2 separate regions of the Macaca mulatta genome follow, and region 1 is linked to region 2. Evidence: chromatin contacts called from public Hi-C data. All regions are on one chromosome and are shown on one strand. The core of a region is the stretch at or near the end of the contact, and the rest is flanking DNA. Distances in the headings are between cores, read along the strand shown.

Region 1 (6,405 bases), core at 1,979-4,478, 100 kb after region 2:
TCCACACTGTCTGGCAGTGGTTTCACAAAAGGAACTGAAAGGAAGAGAAAAAACAAACCACATCCCATAGTCACTTAATACAATTTTTCACTGAATACAGTTTGACCTAAGTATCATTTTCTTAGTAACTATTACTTTCAGTGTTTCATTTTATCATATTCACAAACATATGAAAGTTGAAAATACGCCCAGAATGAGACAAGCTTCTCTATTCACTCATATGTTAGTTTATTTCTTGATTTGGTGCAATTCCAAAGATAGAGCCATTTCTTTTAAGTGCTACAAGAGTTGGAGAGAATATGGTCCCAGGATGTTGCAAAAGGGATCTGCTTGGTACAATCTAAGTCTCTAGGACATTTCTAACTAAATAACTGATGAAAATACATTTGTAGTATTAAGCATCCCATAAGCAGGGGTCAGGCCTTTATGATAATGTAAAAATGCCTACTACCTATCTTTATATATTATGTGCTCCTCTCCTAGAGTCCGAGAAAACTGTCTTACTAGGTTCCCATCTTCAGAACTGTCACACAATCAGTGCTCCTTAAGTGAATGAATATATCTTATTCTTCTTTTCAAATGTGAAACCAAGAGTTATTCAACAAAATTTATTGATGGTGAAAATTTTCCTGCTTCTTCATACAATTTTTACTTTTTCTGTATCAGGTCATCAAGGACATAGTTGATTTTATCTGGACTACAGGGAAAAATGTGTCAAAAATATGACAAATTTTGTGAAGACTTGTACACAAACTTTCTATTCTGATTGTATAAGGCATTATAAGGAGATAAAGATCAGAAAATAAGATAGTTTTGCAGACATGGTTACCCAAGATTATTAGCTAAGAAGTGGTAAAGTCACAGTCAAGACCCAACTAACCCCCAATCCCATGTACTTTCTATTACAATATAGTGCTACAGGAATACTTGTTCTTACTTCATTTATTAGTCTAAAAAACAATTTTTGGAAAAATTTTAGGTTAAAAAAAAAAACTTCATAGAAAAGACAAATTACACATGCTTTCTTTTAAAAATTCTTCTGGGCCATCACATCTCTGGTGTCACCAAGACTCAAGACATTAAAATATTACGTTAAATAAAACTGCAGTTGCAAGCACTAGACATAAAGCAGAATACATATATATGTGATCCTTTGACAAGTTTCAATGTGACTGGTTACATTCATTCTTGTCATCTTTCCAGGGAGACAACTCAAGCTTAGAAGTCTTACCCAAAACCCACAGTTGTTTTCTGCACCACCACTCTCCTTCCATTAGTTTCCCCTTCTCCCATAGCATTCTGGGTCCTGACCAATCTCTACCTTTGGCACTGGGATGCTTCCCCACCCGAGACCTTCACGGTGACTCATTTTCATCCTTGCAGCCCACAGGGTCTACTATCTAAAGTGGCCTCTCCCAGTTACTTCTTTCTAAGCACATATTACAATTTATAATTAATCTTTTTACTTATTTTTACTAGTTAATTGTCTTTCCCATCGGGATATCCCATGAGGGCTCTCTCCTCACCATTGTCTCTACAACACCTCCTTTTCAATCATTACCAAAACCGCACTGGAAATACTGTCATTTCTACCACCTCCCACCAACTTGTAAGTTCATCAAGGCTAAGTGCTGTCTTACTCATGTTTCCCCAGCACTTGGTAAAGTCCCTGGCACTATCCTATAAAGTCAGTAAAAATTTGTAAAATAAATTAGCTTACTAAACAAGGATGATTACTGCTAAGGAAGCTGAGAACAATACATTAACATTTAATAGTACAGGGCAATGTTGCAGGTTGTACACACAAAAACTGGAGTGGTACAATCCATGGAAAAGATGAGTAAGGACAAAATTCCATTCAAAGAGATGAAGTGCTTCTGTCTCGGCAGAGAGAGGGAGAAAAGCAATCAAGCAACCTAACTTTTATTCTACTCCGGACCAACAGAGCAAATTGCCCCCCAAAATTATTATTTTAGAACGCCGCAATTTATTCAGCATACTGGACTACTTATTAAGACTCCAAGTACCAACATACTACGATTATTTTGCATTTTCTAAGGTACAACAGATAAGGAGCAGAGGGGTGCCTCTGAAACCTGACAGAACAAACACTGGAAGTAGAAATAATAATGGCCAATATTCATATTTGTAAAAGACTTGAAAATATACAGAAAAATCTCGGAGTGGTCATGGAGACTAAACACACCCATAAATATGTAATCATAGGTTAGGACCCACCATGGCACAGAAATGATCATACGACTGCCAAAAGAGGCCACACTCTACATCCCTCTTCCCATCCTCTTCTACCCAAAGAGTCAGCCTTATTCTCGGTAGCACAATCCTCTCAAAGAAATACAGAAAAGACGAAAGAACAGCTTAAACGTCAAAAAAAAAAAAAAGAAAGAAAGAAAGAAAGAAAAAGAAAAAAGAAAAAAACAGCCAACCAACCGGCTCTGCAATCCCTAATCAGAAAGCCCTAGACGCCTTTCGAAGCCAACTGTCATACCTTTTAGGAGCCCAAAAGATGTTAACTCCAAAAATAAATCTCTGGCCCCAACACGCCTCTCTGGATTATTCAGAAAAACCCGGGTTTAACAGTTCGGAGATCGGCACTCCACTCAAAAAAGGATCTCCCGGCAGGGACAAGCAATCAATCCCTCAGGGGGCAGTGGCGCTCCAACCACCCGGTCAGGACACAGGCAACGGCGACAGGGCACAGCCCTTCCAGGGACCCGCCAGGGCCCTCCGGGATCTCAGTAAGGCTCAGAGCAAAACGCCCCAGGGGTGGCCAAAGTCGGGCAGTGGCGCAGGGGGGCCAGCGGTCGAGCTTCCGAGCTGGGCCTTCCCGGCCCGGGGGCGCGGCGAGTCACTGAGGTGGCGCCTTTCAGTTCGGACCCGGCTGCTTGCAGAGTATCCAGGGCCTCTTTCCCTGACTTCCCCGCCCCGCCGCCCTCAGCCAGCCAGTCAGCCCCTCACCTGGCAGAAGCTCCGGCAGTAGTTCAAAGATGAGACCTCCGACACCTCTTGCTCCCTCAGCTCTGTCTCCAGCTGCCACAGACACGGCCGCAGTCCCAAGGCTCCCGGCGCTGGAGATACGGGGCGATGACCCCGAACCATGGACTCAGTCTCGGCTCCATCTCCGGCTCCCGCTACCGCCGGAGCCTCAGCCCCAGCCCCGGCGACAGCGGCGGCGTCTCCCTTTCCGTCCGCCATCTTCCCACGGCCCACCAGCGCGTAGGCAACCAAGCCACGTGACTCAGCCCTGGCCCTGCCCCCGTCCGCCCGCGCATGGTGACGCACTCCTTAGCGACGCGGGCGCCCGCCTGATTCCGTCACTTGGACTCCGGGTGCTCCTCCTCTCAGTGGCCTACGCATCACCAGTCCTGACAACAACCCAGCAACAACTGGTCAGAGGCTATGCCCATCTAGACCCCTTTGAGGTCATGGGATCACGGAGCCAGAAATGCCTGTAGAGCAATCTGGATATGAGGGGGATGACATTTGAACTGCGATCTGAAGGTAGCCCTGAAAGGAACATAGCGAAAAGCATCCCTGGTAGAAGGAAAATAAGCGAAGATTGTGAGGCCGAAATGAAGAGTAACATCAAGGGAACTTGGTTTATGATAAAGACGGCATTTCAAGTCAGTGGGCGAAAGGACGGACTCTTCAATAAATGGCGATGAGACATTTTTTCCAAAAGGGAAATAAATGATTAGATTTCTACCTCAAACCGTATCCAAAAATAAGGCCGAGATGGATTAAAGACCTGAAAACATTTTTCAGAAAACAAAAATAGCTTTATAATGTCAAAAAGGGAGGAATTTTTTTTTTTTTTTTTTTTTTGGACGGAGCCTCACTCTTGTTGCCCAGGCTTGAGTGCGACGGCGCTATCTTGCTCGGCTCACCGCAACCTCCGCCTCCTTGGTTCAAGCATTCTCCTGCCTCAGCTTCCTGAGTAGCTGGGATTACAGGCATGTGCCACCATGCCCGGCTAATTTTGTATTTTTAGTAGAGACGGGGTTTCTCCATTCCAAGGCTGGTCTCGAACTCGACCTCAGGTGATCCGCCCGCCTCGGCCTCCCAAAGTTTTGAGATTACAGGCGTGAGCCACTGCGCCTGGCTAAGAATTTCTTAATAAGACCGGAAAAGCACAAACCATAAGGGAATATATTTAGATTTGACTGTATTAAAATGTGTTACTTCTGTATAACAAGTTTAAAAAGATAGCATACAAAGACAAGCCACAGACTAGATGATATTCCCCATATATATAACCATGGTTTATTGTTGTTGTTTTTTGAGACAGGGTCTCACTCTGACACCCAGCCTGGAGTGCAGTGGCATGATCTAGGCTCACTGCAACCTCTGCCTCTCAGGTTTAAGTGATTCTTGTCCCTCAGCCTCCCAAAGTAGCTGGCACTCTAAGCGTCCGCCATCATGCTTGGCTAGTTTTTGTATTTTTAGTAGAGGCGGGGTTTCACTGTTTTGGCCAGGCTGATCTCGAACTCCTGGCCTCAAGTGATCTGCCCGCCTTGGCCTTCCAAAGTGCTGGGATTACAGACGTGAGTCACCGCGCCCGGTCGTAAACCATTGCTTGGATTAGTATCCAAAACAGTTCTCGGGCCGGGCACAGTGGCTCACGCCTGTAATCCCAGCACTTTGGGAGGCCGAGGCGGACGGATCATAAGATCAGGAGATGGAGACCATCCTGGCTAACACGGTGAAACCCTGTCTCTACTAAAAAAAAATAAAAATAAATTAGCCAGGCGTGGTGGCAGCCGACTGTAGTCCCAGCTACTCGGGAAACTGAGGCAGGAGACTGGTGTGAACCTGAGAGGCAGAGCTTGCAGCTTGCAGTGAGCCAAGATCACGCCACTGCACTCCAGCCTGGGCAACAGAGCAAGACTCTGTCTCAAAAAAAAAAAAAAAATATATATATATAAAAAATTCTGTATTTGTTTATATATTTGTAATACAAATAAATTAGGTTTAGGCCAGCATGTCTGGAATATGGTGCAAGAGAGGGGAAGAGGTGAAGATGAGATTGGAGAAGGAGCAAAGGGCCAGATCATGTAGGACAGTACAGCTCAAGGTAAGCAGTGGGGATTTGAAGTGTACTGAGTAATCATTGTTTTACTGAGTAATCAAAGCTTTAAGCAGAGGTGTAACTTCGTCCGATTTACACTCTTGCTGCCATATGAGAATAGGTGATGAGAGGTGAGAATGAATGCCGGGAAGCTATTGCAGTACTCCCAGATGATCAAGTTAGAGATGTATTTTGGAAGTAGAACTAACGGGCTGATGCACTGTTTGTGAGGAAAAGGAAAGAATCTGGAATGGCTACATGGCTTTTGGTTTGAATGGCTGGCAATGATGTTTACCGAGAAAAGGAAGGCTTAGGAAAGAACAGATTGGGGAAAGAGTGAGGGAGAATCGAGAGTTCTATTTGGAACAGGTTAAGTTTGATTTTCCTATCAGACATTTAAATGGAGATGCCAGATAGGCATTTGGATGTGTGACTATGGAGCTTCAGCTGAAGATGTAGGGCCATCAGCTGTTCCACCTCTATTAGGCAAAAAGAAAAATAAATCTCTGATGACTCCACCACATCTTCATCTAGCTTCCCTCCCACTTCTTTGCTTCCTATTATAGAAAAACTTCTCTAAAGAGCTGGCCAGACCCTCTGTTTCTACTTACCCTCTTCTCATTCATACTTGAACTCTTCTTAGTCAGGTTTTATCCCCACCACTCACTGAAACAGCTCATTTTAACACCACCACTGAGTTCTACTTTTTTGTGTGTCCAAAGGTGAATTCTCAGTCCTTGTTTAGTCAATCTCTTAGCAGTATTTGGCATTGTTGATAATTCCCCAACGTTTAATTTCTCTTGGATTCCAAGTCTGTACATTCTGGCTTTTTTTTTTTTTTTTTTGCCTTGATTTCTTTTTTTTTATTCTCTCTTTTCTTTGTGATTTCTAAGTGTCCCAGGCATAGTCCGTCAACTTCTTTTCTATCTATACTCACTACTGCACTCACCCAATTCTGATACATGTATGTGCTTATGACAATACCACTCTAAGCCCAGGCAAAAGGAGCCCTGCCCGGGGTCCCACACTTTAGAGGGCCACACGAACCTCTCTGTCTCTTTCTTTTTTTTTTTTTTTTTTTTTTTTGAGACGGAGTCTCACGCTGTTGCCCAGGCTGGAGTGCAGTGGCGCGATCTCGGCTCACTGCAAGCTCCGCCTCCTGGGTTCACACCATTCTCCTGCCTCAGCCTCCTGAGTAGCTAGGACTACAGGCGCCCGCCACCGCGCCCGGCTAATTTTTTGTATTTTTAGTAGAGACGGAGTTTCACTGTGGTCTCGATCTCCTGACCTTGTGATCCGCCCGCCTCGGCCTCCCA
Region 2 (5,882 bases), core at 1,999-4,498:
AGAGGGCGTGGTGGAATGCAACTGTAGTCCCAGCTACTCAAGAGGCTGAGATGGGAGGATCATTTGCGCCTGGGAAGCAGAGGTTGCAGTGAGCCAAGATCATGCTACTGTACTTCAGCCTGGGTGACAGAGCGAGACCGTGCCGGAAGAAAAAAAAAAATCCAGGCAAATTCAACATAATGCGGTAAGTACTCTGACAGGAATAATGATAGGATGCTACCCTACCCACATTCATCAGGCAGGGAGTTTCAATTGGTTTCTTGGAAGACATGACATCTCAGCTGGATCCTAATGGAAGAGGATCTTTTTTCTACCTGGCTTCAGGGTAATAGTTCCCATATTCTATAGTTTTAAACTGACTAAGCAGTTGTGTTTCTGTTTTTTTTGCTCCACAGCCATTACTACCAATAACAAAGGTTAAGAAAGCATGCTGGGACTTGTAAGTGTGGCACCCTCTTTTGTGTTACAAAAATATGAAAATGAAAACAACCATTATGAAGTATTAAACAATTTGACAGACTGTCTCTCCAAGAAGTAAATTACTCACAGTGCCTTCAATCTCTGAATAGAGTCCTGACCAGAAGCTGAAAGTGCTTTTATCCAGTTGATACAGTCGAGATTTCTCAAATGTTTCAGAATCCATGATCTGTCCTAATTCTGGTGGTACATGAGTTGTTGTTTTATATATTCTTCTCTGAAATATTTTAAAGAAAACACTTAAGTGAAACAGTCGATTATTACAATAGTCATTTATGATCAAACATTGAATGGTTTATGGCTTGCCACTTATTTCTGTTGAATTTGCTTTATACCTACACAAATATTGCACTTGATCAAATACATTAACCACTGAAATGACTGATGCAGGAAAATAAAAGCAGAACAAGAGAACCTGAGGTTAGCTGACTGGTAAAACTATAATCAGGGTTGTCACCACACTTCAGTTTGTATATGTAAACCAAAGTTGTAACATCACAACTTTGTAACACGTACTACTCATTCTAGGTTTACATACCTCCTATAATATGGAAAACAAACTCATGGAAAGGAGAAGCACACATGCTAACCGTGAGTATGAACAGATACTGAGGCTGCTCATTAAATTTGGTCCTAAATGCCAGAAACTTGAGGAGTACCAGATGGAAACATATCAGGTCTGTGAGAAAAGAGCAACTTTCAGTCAGGCACACTGGGTCACGCCTGTAATTCCAGCACTTTGGAAGGCACGGGCAGGATTCCTTGAGCCCAGGATTTCGAGACTGGCCTGAGCAATGTGGTGAAATCCTGTCTCTACAAAAAATACAAAAATTAGCAGAGTGTGGTGGTGTGCACCTGTGGTCCCAGCTACTTGGGAGGCTGAGGTGGGAGGATCACCTGAGCCTGGGAGGCAGAGGTTGCAGTAAGCCCATATTGTGCCACAGCACTACACCCTGGGTGACAGAGACTCTATCTCTTTAGGAGAAAGATCAACTTTCTCATTATACTAAATTCTAAAAGGTAAGGGTAATTTCAGTTCAGGAAATGTAATACAGAGAATGGATACCAAACAAAATAATGGGCCACTACAACATGCTTTCCCTATATATTGTTGTGTGCCAATAAAAGCTGAGGGCAGGTAGAGCACGGTGGCTCACGCCTGTAATCCCAGCCCTTTGGGAGGTCGAGGCAGCAGGATGACTTGAGTCCAGGAACTCCACACCAGCCTGGGCAACAGCTCTATAAAACAATCAAAAAATTAGCCAGGTACAGTGAGCCGCACCTGTGGTCCTAGCTACTCAGAAGGCTGAGGTGGAGGTGGAGGGGTCGTTTGAGCCCAGGAGTTCGAGGCTGCCGTGAGCTATGATGATGCTATTGCTCTTGAGCCTGGGTGGCAGAGTGAGCCCCTGTCTCTGAATAAAATAAATAAATATTCTATCCCGGCCAAGATGGTGAAACCCCATCTCTACTAAAAATACAAAAATTAGCTGGGCATGGTGGCACGTGCCTGTAATCCCAGCTACTCGGGATGCTGAGGCAGGAGAATCACTTGAACCAGTGAGCCGAGATCGCGCCACTGTACTCCAGCCTGGCGACAGAGCTAGACTCCGTCTAAAATGAAATAAATAAATAAAGATTAAAAATAAACAAAAGTTTAGATCTCTAATTCATGGTTATCTCAGGTAAATTGTTAACTTTCACTTTCTATTTTACCATTTTAATACTTTAAACTAAAATGATGATTTTATAGAAAATGAGAAATATATATATTTTTTTAATTTTATTTTTTTTGAGACCGAGTTTCACTCTTGTCACCCAGGTTGGAGTGCAGTGGTGCAATCTCAGCTCAAGCGATTCGCCTGCCTCAGCCTCCCAAATAGCTGGGACTACAGGTGCACGCCACCACACCCGGCTAATTTTTCTATTTTTAGTAGAGAGGGGTTTTTGCCACGTTGGTCAGGCTGGTCTTGAACTCCTGACCTCAGGTGATCCACCTGCCTCGCGGCCTCCCAAAGTGCTGGGATTACAGGCATGAGATACCGCGCCCAGCCCGATAAGTTTTGTTTTGTTTTGTTTTGTTTTCAGCAGAAATAATATATGCTCTTTAAGGGCGCAAGTTCTTGGAAGGACTGCAAAATCCTATGGTTAGGCATGATTACATAAATGTCATGAGGAAGTTGGGTGTCTAAATCCTTTTGAAGGCTTATTCCAAAGATAAAGGAGGCCAAGTCTGGGCCCAAGGATCCCAAGGAAGCTGCAGGGAGGGCACAAGAGCCCAAGCCTTCCTCCAGGCCCTAACGGGATTAGGTCCCATGATAACGTTACAGAAAACTTCTTTGACGCACCAAGATCCCCCTCAAAGCCACAGCCCGCCATCGGACCAAGTTACCAGACTCAGCAGGGACCACAGAGACAAGACTGGCGCAGGGACTGGAGCAATCAAGAGTCTCAGGGTCGAAGTCAAGGCTAGTCCAGGGCTGGCCGGGTGTGGGGGTCAGGTTGGACCCTGTCTAGGCTCACCTGCCGCTGTGCTAAGAAGGTCTCCCAAAGATACACTGTCCAGGAGAAGAGCAGCACGGCTCCGAAGATACGCTTTTCGGCCGGTATCTCCCACAAAGCGTCCAGCGATGCCCACATCCCCATGGCCACCCGGTTCCGCCGGCTCCTTCAGCATGCACCGGTGCCACACCGACACTCGTCCCCTCAGAGCGTCCCCGCGGTGTCACAGCGATATCCGTTCTTTCCGAGGGCCCCTATTCCGATACCCGCCCCCATCCCTCCCTCTGCGCGCTGCTGGCAGTGTCACAGACACACTCTTCCCTTTGCAGACTCTACCCAGTCCCTCCTAGTTTCTACAGAAAAGCCCCAGCCCCACCTTCCTCACTTCCGGCCCAAAGAGGGCGGAGACCCAGACGCCAAGTTCCCGGACCTGCTGAGTTGTGTTGCATCAACATTCTTCCCCCACCTCTTGACGCTGGGTTCCGGTCTAGGGTTCTGGCTTTCCTCCTGGGCCCGTGAACGCGGCGATGTTCTTGGCTTTCTAATCTCCAGATCCGCAGTTCCATCCCCCTGGGTCAGCGGCTTACCTTGACTGGGCTGCAGTATCTGCCCTCCTTCCCCCAACAAGGCGACAGGTAGTCGGGGCTGGGGCCGGACTGAGTGGACCGCGGCTCCCGCCTGAGGTGGCTTGGAAGGACGCGACAGCAGCCGATTTCCCAGTCTCTAAAAATCGTGCCTCTGAATTACAGCTAACTCAAAAGCGAGACCAGGCATTAGAAATGGAGTCTTTTGGCCAGTATTGGGGTGTTCGGAATTCAAGCGTATGAGAGAATTCAAGCGTTTGAAAATCTCGTCTCAACCACCCCAAGTGTAGTCAGAGGCGGCGTTTTCCCTGCGAGAGTGCCCTGGAACAAAGCAAGGATCTCGTGGGTTAGACATACCTGAAATGAAAGCGTCTTACTTTAGGGCACAAATTTGCATCAGTAAGGCGCAATGCCATTTCTCTCTTGGAATTCAGAAGTGAAATATGGTGACTGGGACACCTGTACATTTCTTTGACTTAAAAAGTGAAGTCAATTATTCTGACCGAAAGTTAATCTGATGATTAATTGGTTAAACATACTATCGTTGCTAATTAGCATAATTATTTACAATAAAGTGAGCTAAATAGCTACAACTAAAATATATTTAAATTACTGTGATATTGTGATGCTAAAAATGTATTGAAATTAATATCTTGAATTTCTCAACCCTGCCTAAATGCCTCTGAGAGTAATTAGTATAATTAAAAGTCACTAGAGAAAGTGGATGACTCTAATAATAGGATAACAAATTCTTTTCAAGTCAGATGGTTTCCAGTTCTTTGCTTTCAACAAAATTAATGGTAGCCCTATTGAATTGTCAGCTGATGAAGGAACACTGTTTGGTTTTTGGCATGCAACTCAGAAAGAAACCAAACGATTGATTGACATTCTTACAACAAAACTACTAGCATTCTCACCTATTTGTTTATGTAAAACTATTTCTCAGCACTTGTATCTGTGAAAACAACAGAATTGAAACTGAACCCTGTTAATCCATCAGTAGGAAGTATTCATCCAGATAAATGAATTAATTGGTGGGTCAGCCCCATCTATCTGACTAAGAGATGTGTTCCCAATAGAATTTCACCTTTTATAACTACGTATTATCGATATTTGTAATCGTGTCATTTTGATCCATTATATACTGAAGATTATTGTGATGATTACTCGCTTCAGAAGAATTCCAGTGTAGAGCCATAAAGTTACAGGAAATTTTTTTAAAGTTTACTACATGTCGTATTTTTATTGCCAAGAAGTGATCAATAAAAGGTTGTTCAGACATCAAAGTATTACATTTGAATAACATTTTTTTTGTTAGAGTACAATCTAAATATGTTAGAGATAATAAAAGAACAATGTTGAAGAGCTCATTAGTGTATGTTTTAATGGATAATGTGGTTATTCAGTTATATAGATTCTCTTGGATACATTATAAAGAGTGATTTAACAGTTTTTAAAATTCTTTATCTTGAAAAGAACAGTTTTATCTTAAAATGTCAGTATTTATAATTTGCAAGAATTTACATCTATTGCAACTATTTGAATTTATGATGAAACCTGTTAGATACCAACTTAAAAATATGAGGGGTAAACACTTTTTCAAAATTTTCTGTCCCTCAGGCCATCATTGCTATGCCCTCTTCACTCTTGTCTTCAGCTGTCTTTGAGTCCAAAGCCTCACAGGAGCTTCTACCACCCAAGTTTTGTGGCTAAGGGCACAGGTTTAGAGTCAAGCTGCTTGATTGCCAGCCATGGCTGCACCATGTATTAGCAAGTTATTTAATCTGTCTGTGCATCAGATCCTCCTCAGTAACATGAGAATAACATAGTATGTACTTACTTTCTTGTATTGTTAAGATCAAATGAGAAAATTCATGTAAAGCTCCTAGCAATGTAGATGGCTCTGAGTGCCCAATAAAGGTTAGCTACTGCTTGGGAGGGGGGCATCATAGCATTGATCGGTCACCATGTGTCTGAAGAGATAGGAGAGTAGGAGGCCCAGGTTTCAAAAAGCCAAGACTGACTGGAATTCATTCATTCAATCAATACTGAATGTCTGTGAAATGCCAGATGCATTTCCGGGTGCCACGGATATAGCAGTGAACCAAAGCCCCTCTCCTGGAGCTTACATTCTTAGCTGGGGTGGATGCAGTGTTTTATAAATAATAAGCAAATATTTAATAGTAAAAGTGGGCCGGGTGCGGTGGCTCAAGCCTGTAATCCCAGCACTTTGGGAGGCCGAGACGGGCGGATCACGAGGTCAGGAGATCGAGACCATCCTGGCTAACACGGTGAAACCCCGTCTCTACTAAAAAATACAAA

The links. A called contact is a pair of places that touch in the nucleus more often than the background predicts.
Region 1: a contact with region 2 is called in a Hi-C map of fetal cortex germinal zone, with 2.1 times the contacts expected there. The contact joins the promoter of RLF here to the promoter of ZMPSTE24 in region 2. A contact is called at or near these places in 3 of 14 Hi-C or Micro-C datasets (cortical neurons, fetal cortex germinal zone and liver).

What each region holds. Positions count from the first base shown.
Region 1 is chr1:200,611,103-200,617,507 of T2T-MMU8v2.0, forward strand. RLF (RLF zinc finger) reads right to left here and starts at 3,229. Exons shown (of 7, transcript XM_077962373.1): 1 at 2,980-3,229.
Region 2 is chr1:200,511,579-200,517,460 of T2T-MMU8v2.0, forward strand. ZMPSTE24 (zinc metallopeptidase STE24) reads right to left here and starts at 3,249. Exons shown (of 10, transcript NM_001257446.1): 1 at 2,998-3,249; 2 at 548-694. The coding sequence starts at 3,120.